Regions from separate parts of the Sus scrofa genome. Here region 2 is linked to region 1. The links are chromatin contacts, called in public HiChIP or PLAC-seq maps. All regions are on one chromosome and are shown on one strand. The core of a region is the stretch at or near the end of the contact, and the rest is flanking DNA. Distances in the headings are between cores, read along the strand shown.

Region 1 (4,017 bases), core at 57-2,556:
ACCCTGTTACTTAAAAGATATATGCTAGTTCCTATCTAAGGGAGGGATTGCCAGAATTTGAGCAAGGATCTGGTGTCAGCTCTGGAAACAAAACATATTGTGGACATTTTTACTCTATGTCTCCTTCCAGAGTTCATGATAATATTAGCACTGGAAAGCACTACAGTAAGGAACTGTGTTTAACCCGCACCCAAGGCCAGCATTCCTCAAGCTTACTTGGCCACAGATCTCCATTTCTTTTTCACAAAATTTCTGTGAATCTGGCTCCACATTTCACACAGGGAAGCACTGTTCTAGCTCAAGATTCTTGACCTCCAAAACAAATCTTACTCTTTTATATATAAAGCATATATGTATGCATAAAAAGCAGATTTACAATTTATCTATGGTATTAAAATTTCATGGGAAAGTGATTAGGAAAAACTAATCTGAAGAGACCCCTTAGGAGGAGTGATAATGAAAAAAGCATTGATAAACACTACTCTACTCAGTTTTTCAGTTTTTATTCATGCAAATTCCTCAGGAAAATTGAAATTTGTGGCTCTTTTAAGCTGAACCAAAGAGCCAAGCAATTGTAGACACACAGAAGGAAATGCTGGGAGCTCACAGAAGCCAAGGATACTAGGTAGAAAAGACTTGGGACTGGTGTCAGCCCCTTTGCTACGATTGGTACACAAACCCAAAGAATCTTTCAGCCAGGATCATTGTCAGGGGAAGCTCCACTGAGTAGAAAGGGCCTGAGGCAGAAAGGGCATTGAGCCCCTGTTGTGAAGGAGGCTCAGAGCTCAGTCCTCATGGCACTTTACACCAGACTGAGGACTTGTCATTTATTGAATGTGGTTGAGTAGACCCTCCGCATCACTGTCAGATGCACACATTTGAATACATTTTTCTCTTCTCTACTCCTGACTGTCCTTATTTGGAGTAAATCTGGCCTCTCACTCTGACCTCTTCAGATCCCACTGTTTAGAGTATCTTGATTGCTGGCTACTGTACATCCATGATGGGAAAATAAATAAATAGCCCACTGATCCAGAATATAAAGATCATTTCTGCTGTACATACCCAGCTGAGATGAAAAAAATTAAGTTAAAAATCCAACAAATTTTAAAACTTTAAAAACTTTTTAGAGTTTTTTTTTAATTTGTAAATTTTTTTAATTTTAAAAAAGTTTCTCTTTTTAAAAACTTACTTCAGGGGTGTTCCCTGGTAGTCTGGTGGTTAGGACTTGGCGCTTTTGCTGCTGCAGCCCCAAGTTCAGTCCCTGGTCTAGGAACTGAGATTCCACATCAAGCCATTGGATGCTGTGGCCAAAAACAAAAAACGAATAAGAAACCTCCCCTCATTTTCCTCCCTCATCTAACAGAGGGCAAAGCTTCCTAGCTTTCTGTTTTGGGAAATGAGTGACTAAGAGTTTAACCTGAACCCAAGCTAAGAGTCACTCTTTTTCTGCTTCTTACTTCTATCAAAAAACCCCACTTGCACTCATCGTAGATGAGTGAGGGATAGAGCTGGTGCTCACAGGAAGCCACGCGCCCTTCAAAGGCACCTGTCTTTCTTAGCATCACGCTTCTTGAGCAAGCCGGGCACTGCCTCGCAGACCTTCCTTGGAGCCACTTTAAGACAAGCAAGGTAAGTGGGGGTGGGACCATTCTCAAGGTCTCAGGCCAAGTGCTGCTTGGTCCACAGGTGTCTGGACCCTGGAAGCACTGAAAGCTGCCCAGCCACGCAGCCAGCCCATCACTCGGGCAACCTGGTCATTCTGCCTGTCATTCTAGTTGGCCTCTCTCCCGCAGCTTGCTTATAACCTACCTGTGCCCACACACTCAGAGCCCTCATCTGACCGGCTCTTACACATACACAGGGCTCTCTTCTGCACACATCTGGCCTAAGCCACATGCTCGGAACACGGATAATTTTCACTCAACATAAACACTTCTCTGCTTCTTGCTTCTATCAAGACACCCCTGGTCAAGAAAGACCAGGCCACAGAATGATTTCAGACATTTAACAGCCGTGTTGACTTTTGTTTCTTTTCCTGATAATTTCCTAACTCATCAACTTCTTCTATCCCTTTCATTTGCACTAGTAAAATGGTAGAGAAAGATTAGAATTATTGTTTAACTAGAGTCCATAACATTTAACAGTTTGTTTGTTTGTTTGTTTTGGCTTTTTTCTTTTCTTTTCTCTCTCTTTTTTTTTTTTTTTTTTTTTTGGAGACCCTGTGATGCCCCAGATGTTCAGCATCCATTGCAGGAAGAAATCAAAACCTCTCCCTTGAGAAACACATAGTTTTGGTGTTTGGGTGTGTGGTGTTCAGGGTGGGACGTAGGGAGTGGAATAGATGTGAATTATCGAACAATTTGTAAAAATGATTTTAATGAGTATCAGGGAGCCATTAAGAAGAATACAAGAGGAGGTGGTCTTGAGTCAGAAAGCCTCCTCCCTGGATTGCTCTGATTCACACGTGAACATGTGAAGGTTTTAACCTCCTCATCTGCTGATTTAGATAGGAAATGAGGGTGGTGTGAGCGTGCGTGTGTGTAAGGTTAAGAAAGTTTTAACCTCAGCTGCCAGTTTGATAGGAAATGAGCATGGTTGGGGAGGTAGAGATTTTATTTCTGTCTGTGATGTGCCTTTTCTAGATTTTTGTCCCACTAATTCCCACTCTGATAAAATTCAGTGCGTAAGATGCATTTTTATATGCGATTTTGATGAAAGACCAAAATTTCCCCTCATTTTACCTAACTGAATACTGCATCCTTCCGTGGGGCCTTGAAAATACATTTGCTGTGTTAGTGTCAAGTTGGCCCACATGTGTCCCGGCTAAGACAGGACTCTGTAGTGAACATGGGGCTGGGTGTGGCGAGCTGGGGCTACCTGTGCCAGCTCTCAGGAGCTGATGGTTGAATCTTCAAGAATTCTGTGGGGTAGTTGGTGGCTTGACCTCAGCCATTGTGGGAGAATTTGCACCATGGAAACCAGCAAAAGCCATAAATCAAAGCATCCCTAGACCTGGTTTTCCAGTACATCACTGGGACTTGGGGCCTGAGGAACAAGTTCTCTCCATAGCTGTGTGGTCTCCGGAAGGCATTTAACCTCTCTGAATCTTTCATGAGTTATCTACACCATAGCTCAGTATGCTTATTTGGCTTAGATAGCAGATTTTTGTTGGAGGGGGCATGGGAACAGGGGCATAAGACTAGTGAATATGCTTTGAAATCTAAAGTGCAAAGCAGGCAGGAGGAATTAGAATTTTGTTTTGTTTTGCTTTTTTGCTTTTTAGGGCTGAACCCATGGCACATGGAGGTTCCCAGGCTAGGGGTCAAATCAGAGTTGTAGCTGCTGGCCTACACTACAGCCACAGCAACTCTGATCCGAGCCGTGTCTGCGACCTACACCACAGCTCACGACAACACTAGATCTTTAACCTACTGAGCGAGGCCAGGGATGGAACCCTCAATGTTGTGGTTCCTAGTCGGATTGGTTTCTGCTGAGCCATGACAGGAACTCCTAGAATTTTTATATAAAGGCAAAAGGCCAATCTGGTTCCCTTCTAGCCTGATGATTTAACTAAGTATCACTGAATTTTTGTCATTACAACCTGAAGGGGAAACATACATAGATTTTTTTTATCTTTTATTTTTTTATTTTTTGCTTTCATGTCAGAAGGGCCCTGGGAGCAGTACTCTTGGGGATGTCAGCTTGTCTTGTCATCCCTGCAAGTGATTTCAGTAATGCCAGACTATCTCTCAGAAATACATCCTTGAAAAATTCCTCCTTGAAAAGGAGGTTTTTCTACCCCTACTTGCCCATGAGAGAACTGGAGCTCCTGGAGAGGGGTAGGAAAATTGGTAGAGCTGGAATTTGGAATCTGTCTGACTCCAAAGGGCAGAATTATTTTGCTTGGCTGCACTGCCCTTCAATTCAAGAAACTGAGCCCTTCAGTGTGGGAAGGTTGGGAAGAGTGTAGGCTTATCCAGGGCAAAATACAAAGCAGCTGTGCTCTGCACTCAG
Region 2 (3,920 bases), core at 414-2,913, 120 kb after region 1:
ATTTGCTGTATAGCAGAAATTGACAGAATATTGTAAATCCACTATACTGTAAAATTTTTTTCAAGTAATAATAAAAAGAACCATCATGTTACAAGTCAAAAACAAAACAACAACAAAAAACAAACAAAAAAAGGAATTCCTAGGATGAAGCCAGCCTCCCAGTTTGGGCCTTGGGCCTGGCAGTCCTAAGGCAGCCCTTGCTGAATGATGCTGCATAATTGGGGGGGGGGGGGTGCAACTAGGACCCAGGGGGCTGCCCGGTCCCCTAGCTCCTCCCCCATGAATCCTCATCCCTCCTCTCTCGCAATTCTCTGAGATATCAGTTAATGACCTGTTTTCCCCCATCCATCTTTCTCTGCCACCGTGCCCTTGAACAGTTCTTATGTGGTTCTCAGAGGGAGCTAGTTCCCACGCCAGCGTAGGGTAGGGGAGTCACAGACTGGGGCAGCGGCTGTTCATTTGAGGTGACCCTTTTCCCAAGAAGAATCCAAAATAAAAACATTTTCGGCAGTTCTTTTACAAATACTTAAGATTTTCAACCTCGATTTTAGATAAATGTAGTTGCGTTTTTTGTTTGTTTTTTTTTCTGCTCCAGAAACTTTACCAAAAGCCTTTTATTAAAGGGTGTCACAGTGGGCCCGAAGTTCACCAGCTTCTACTTAAAAACAAGCCCCAGACTCAGTCTACCTGAACTCTGGAGACCAAAGTGGTTCTCTGACGGTGTAGAGGGACAGGTGCCCGTTTTAATTCCTCGCTCTCTCCTCCCCCAATCCCCCCACCTTTCCGCGGTCGTGACGCTGACCTCCCCAGGAGGATTCGGATGTCCCGTGGCCCCTGCCTTAGCTCTGCCGGGTGGACCGAGGCTGTCCTCCTCCAATCGTGCACACATCCCCCTACCCCCGCAACACACACACATACACACACCTCGCCCGGCCAGATCTCCCTCAAGCAACGCTGCTGCCTCTTGCCCAGCGCCAAACTCTGAAAGTTTGGAAAATCCGGGACAAAAACGTAGGCGGCGGGAATCGGCGAGAAGGACGCGAGATAAAGAGACCACCTAGAAGGAAATTAACCCAATGTTCCCATTGCGGGGGCCTCTCCTGACCCGATTTTCTCCTTCCGGAGCGCTCCGCAGAGCACAAATTGCAAGGGAGGGCGAGCCAAGCCAGAGCCCGAGGCGCCTGTCAAGACGCGCGCTACTTGGAATCCACCCCCACCTCTCGCCAAGACCTCAAAGTTGGAAAGCACCTCATCTCAGCCTCTCCGTGCATTGGTAGGGTAAGTGGGTCCCAACGAAGGAGGCGGCGAGGGCGGGAATACGCGAGCGACAAAGCCACCGGGAAGGACGCGCGCCCCGCCCGCCTCTGACGGGAGGGCCGGCCCACTGCCTGCGCTCCTCCGGTTTCCGGAGCCCGGGCGCGCCCCAGGACCCCCGGCTCACTGGGACCCCGAGTGGCCCCAGCCCCAACCCAGTCCCCGCCAGCCTGTCCCCAGTCCATCATTCCCGCGTGGGGAGGGTGCCTGTGGACTTACTTTCAAGCCACCCCCAGAGCCCAGCATCAGCGGCACCAGCAGCAGGGAGAGGATGTGAACGACCCCCGGCATATCCACCCTCCGGCCTCCAGGCCTCCCGGGTCCGCAGTCAGCGCCGGGACGGCCGCTCGGCGCCCGGCGTTTGAGGACCCGTGGCCTGGCCCCGCCCCGCGCCGGCTCCGCCCGGCGCCCCGCCTGCCTGCCGCCGAGCCCTAAACCCCGGAGGCGCAAGCCGCGTGACTCTAGGAAAGTGTTATCTGGCCTCTGCCGGAGGGAGGGGCCTTTCTCGAACTCTGGAGGCCTCGCTGTCTGCGCTTGGGGTTGGACTTTGACCAAAGGCTTCTTGCTCCCAGGCTCCCTTGACAGGGCAGAAGGGAGAAACTGAGGCAAAATAAACCTAAGTGGACTAGATCGACTCCCGGCCCCACATACAGACCTGTCCGGAAAACTAAAGCAGGGGCCCACAAAATAAGGTTCCTGGACCAAGCGTGTATCTGGTACATGTTGATAATGGAAATAACAGGTCCTTGTCCAGGAAACTCCTAGGAGTAGTGTCCAGAAACCTGTGATACTACAAACCCTCCATGTTATTTGGTTGCACGCTCAAGTTTGAGAACCACTGTTTTAGGTTACTGATAAATTTAGAGTTGGCAAAATCTTTGCAAATGCCAACCCTCCAAGCACCAGAGTCTGCAGAATTTTTATTTCATCTTTGGGTCTTGGGAGAGTAGCAACACCTCTCCCCCTTTCTGCACTTGAGCCTTCCAGTAAGGCCGGCGTTATCTTTTTTACATTTGGGAAAATGAAGGCTCTTCCGTGTGAGTTAGCTTGTCCAGGGCCGCTGGTTACCACCAGATCTGAGTCTGAAGTTGTCTTTTCCTACCTGGTTGTTTGAACTCTCTGAAAATCCTCCCTTTCTTCCCACCACTGCAGGAGTCTCACATTTCACCAAAATTGAATTTCAGAGGAAGGAGCCTTTAGGGAAATAGCTTTATGTATACTTTTCCCAGCTTTATTGGGATATAAGTGACATTCCACAAAACTGACTCGTTTTAAATATTTTCAACTTTGAGTTAACTTAGTTTTGAAAAATAAAAATATACGATTAAATTATGCTGTCTCTTGACAGACTCCTTGACTAAACTTTAATTAGGACCCTCTGACTAGAGATTCTTCTAGATTAAATTTGATCTGGACCTTGGCCTTCTGTGTCTGTCCTATCCATGCCCAGCCTGCATTGTCCAGTCTTAGCAAAGAATCTTGTTAAGTCAATTTATGGACCGTCTCCCAATTCTTGATGTCTGATCAAATTCCTCATCCCTACCCCACCTTCCTTGGACCTACCTTTAACAAGAATCCCTTGAGATCTCCTCTTATAATTTTCCATCTACTAGGCCCTCCTTTTGCTGGATATAAATCCCCAGCTGTCTTAGCTGTACTTAGAATGGAGACCCATTCCTTCCCATCCATGGCAGTAGAGGTGACCCCTGTAGGAAATGATACCATTTTAGCAAGTGTAAGAATAATTTTTTTGGAGTTCCCATCGTGGCGCAGTGGTTAACGAATCCGACTAGGAACCATGAGGTTTCGGGTTCGGTCCCTGCCCTTGCTCAGTGGGTTAATGATCTGGCGTTGCCGTGAGTTGTGGTGTAGGTTGCAGATGCAGCTTGGATCCCGTGTTGCTGTGGCTCTGGCGTAGGCCAGTGGCTACAGCTCCGATTGGACCCCTAGCCTGGGAACCTCCATATGCCTCAGGAGCGGCCCAAAGAAATAGCAAAAAGACAAAAAAAAAAAAAAAAAAAAAGAATAATTTTTTCTTAAATTGTATTATTGACAACTTCTGACTCTTTAAAAAACTTAGTTTGATTCTTAAACAGTGGAAGTGATGATTATAGAAGTCAAGAATTGTTGTTACTTGTGAGATAAGGGCCTGAGATTGGGAGAGGCCAACAAAGTTTTGTTTCTTGAACTAGAGGGTAGTTACAAGGGTATTCACCATAATATAACTCAATTCATCATTTATTTGTTTTGTGTCGCTTTCTATGTTTTTAAAATAAGTTTAGAAGTCATTTTTTACTTTTAATAAGTTAAAAAAAAAAACCATAGCTGTGTTCAAAAAAACCTTGTAGGAGTTCCCACTGTTTTGCAGCGGGATTGACTGTGTCTTAGGAATGCTGAGATGCAGATTCAATCCCCAGCCTGGCACAGTGAGTTAGGGATGACAGGGAACCTGTGGCTTAGGGCGCAACTTTTAGTTAACTTAGTTTTGAAAAATAAAAATATATGATTACATTATGTGTTTAATTTCAGATTAAACACATCTCGGATCTGATCCCTGGCCTGGGAACTCCATATACCAAGGGGCGGCCAAAAAAGAAAATCAAACA

Evidence for each region. HiChIP or PLAC-seq counts read pairs in DNA pulled down with a chosen protein or histone mark.
Region 2: a contact with region 1 is called in an H3K27ac HiChIP or PLAC-seq map of alveolar macrophages. The contact joins the promoter of TMPPE here to the promoter of CCR4 in region 1. A contact is called at or near these places in 1 of 5 promoter capture datasets (liver), 2 of 47 Hi-C or Micro-C datasets (both in blood) and 1 of 2 datasets of contacts at active chromatin or transcription factors (alveolar macrophages).

Annotation. Positions count from the first base shown.
Region 1 is chr13:18,859,290-18,863,306 of Sscrofa11.1, forward strand. It overlaps CCR4 (C-C chemokine receptor type 4), which reads left to right and starts at 1,307. Exons shown (of 2, transcript XM_005658814.3): 1 at 1,307-1,632.
Region 2 is chr13:18,977,245-18,981,164 of Sscrofa11.1, forward strand. It overlaps TMPPE (transmembrane protein with metallophosphoesterase domain), which reads right to left and starts at 1,664. Exons shown (of 3, transcript XM_021071556.1): 1 at 1,534-1,664. It overlaps GLB1 (beta-galactosidase), which reads right to left and starts at 1,755. Exons shown (of 17, transcript XM_021071553.1): 1 at 1,534-1,755. The coding sequence starts at 1,605. LOC106508320 (a long non-coding RNA gene) reads left to right here and starts at 272. Exons shown (of 3, transcript XR_002338195.1): 1 at 272-1,278.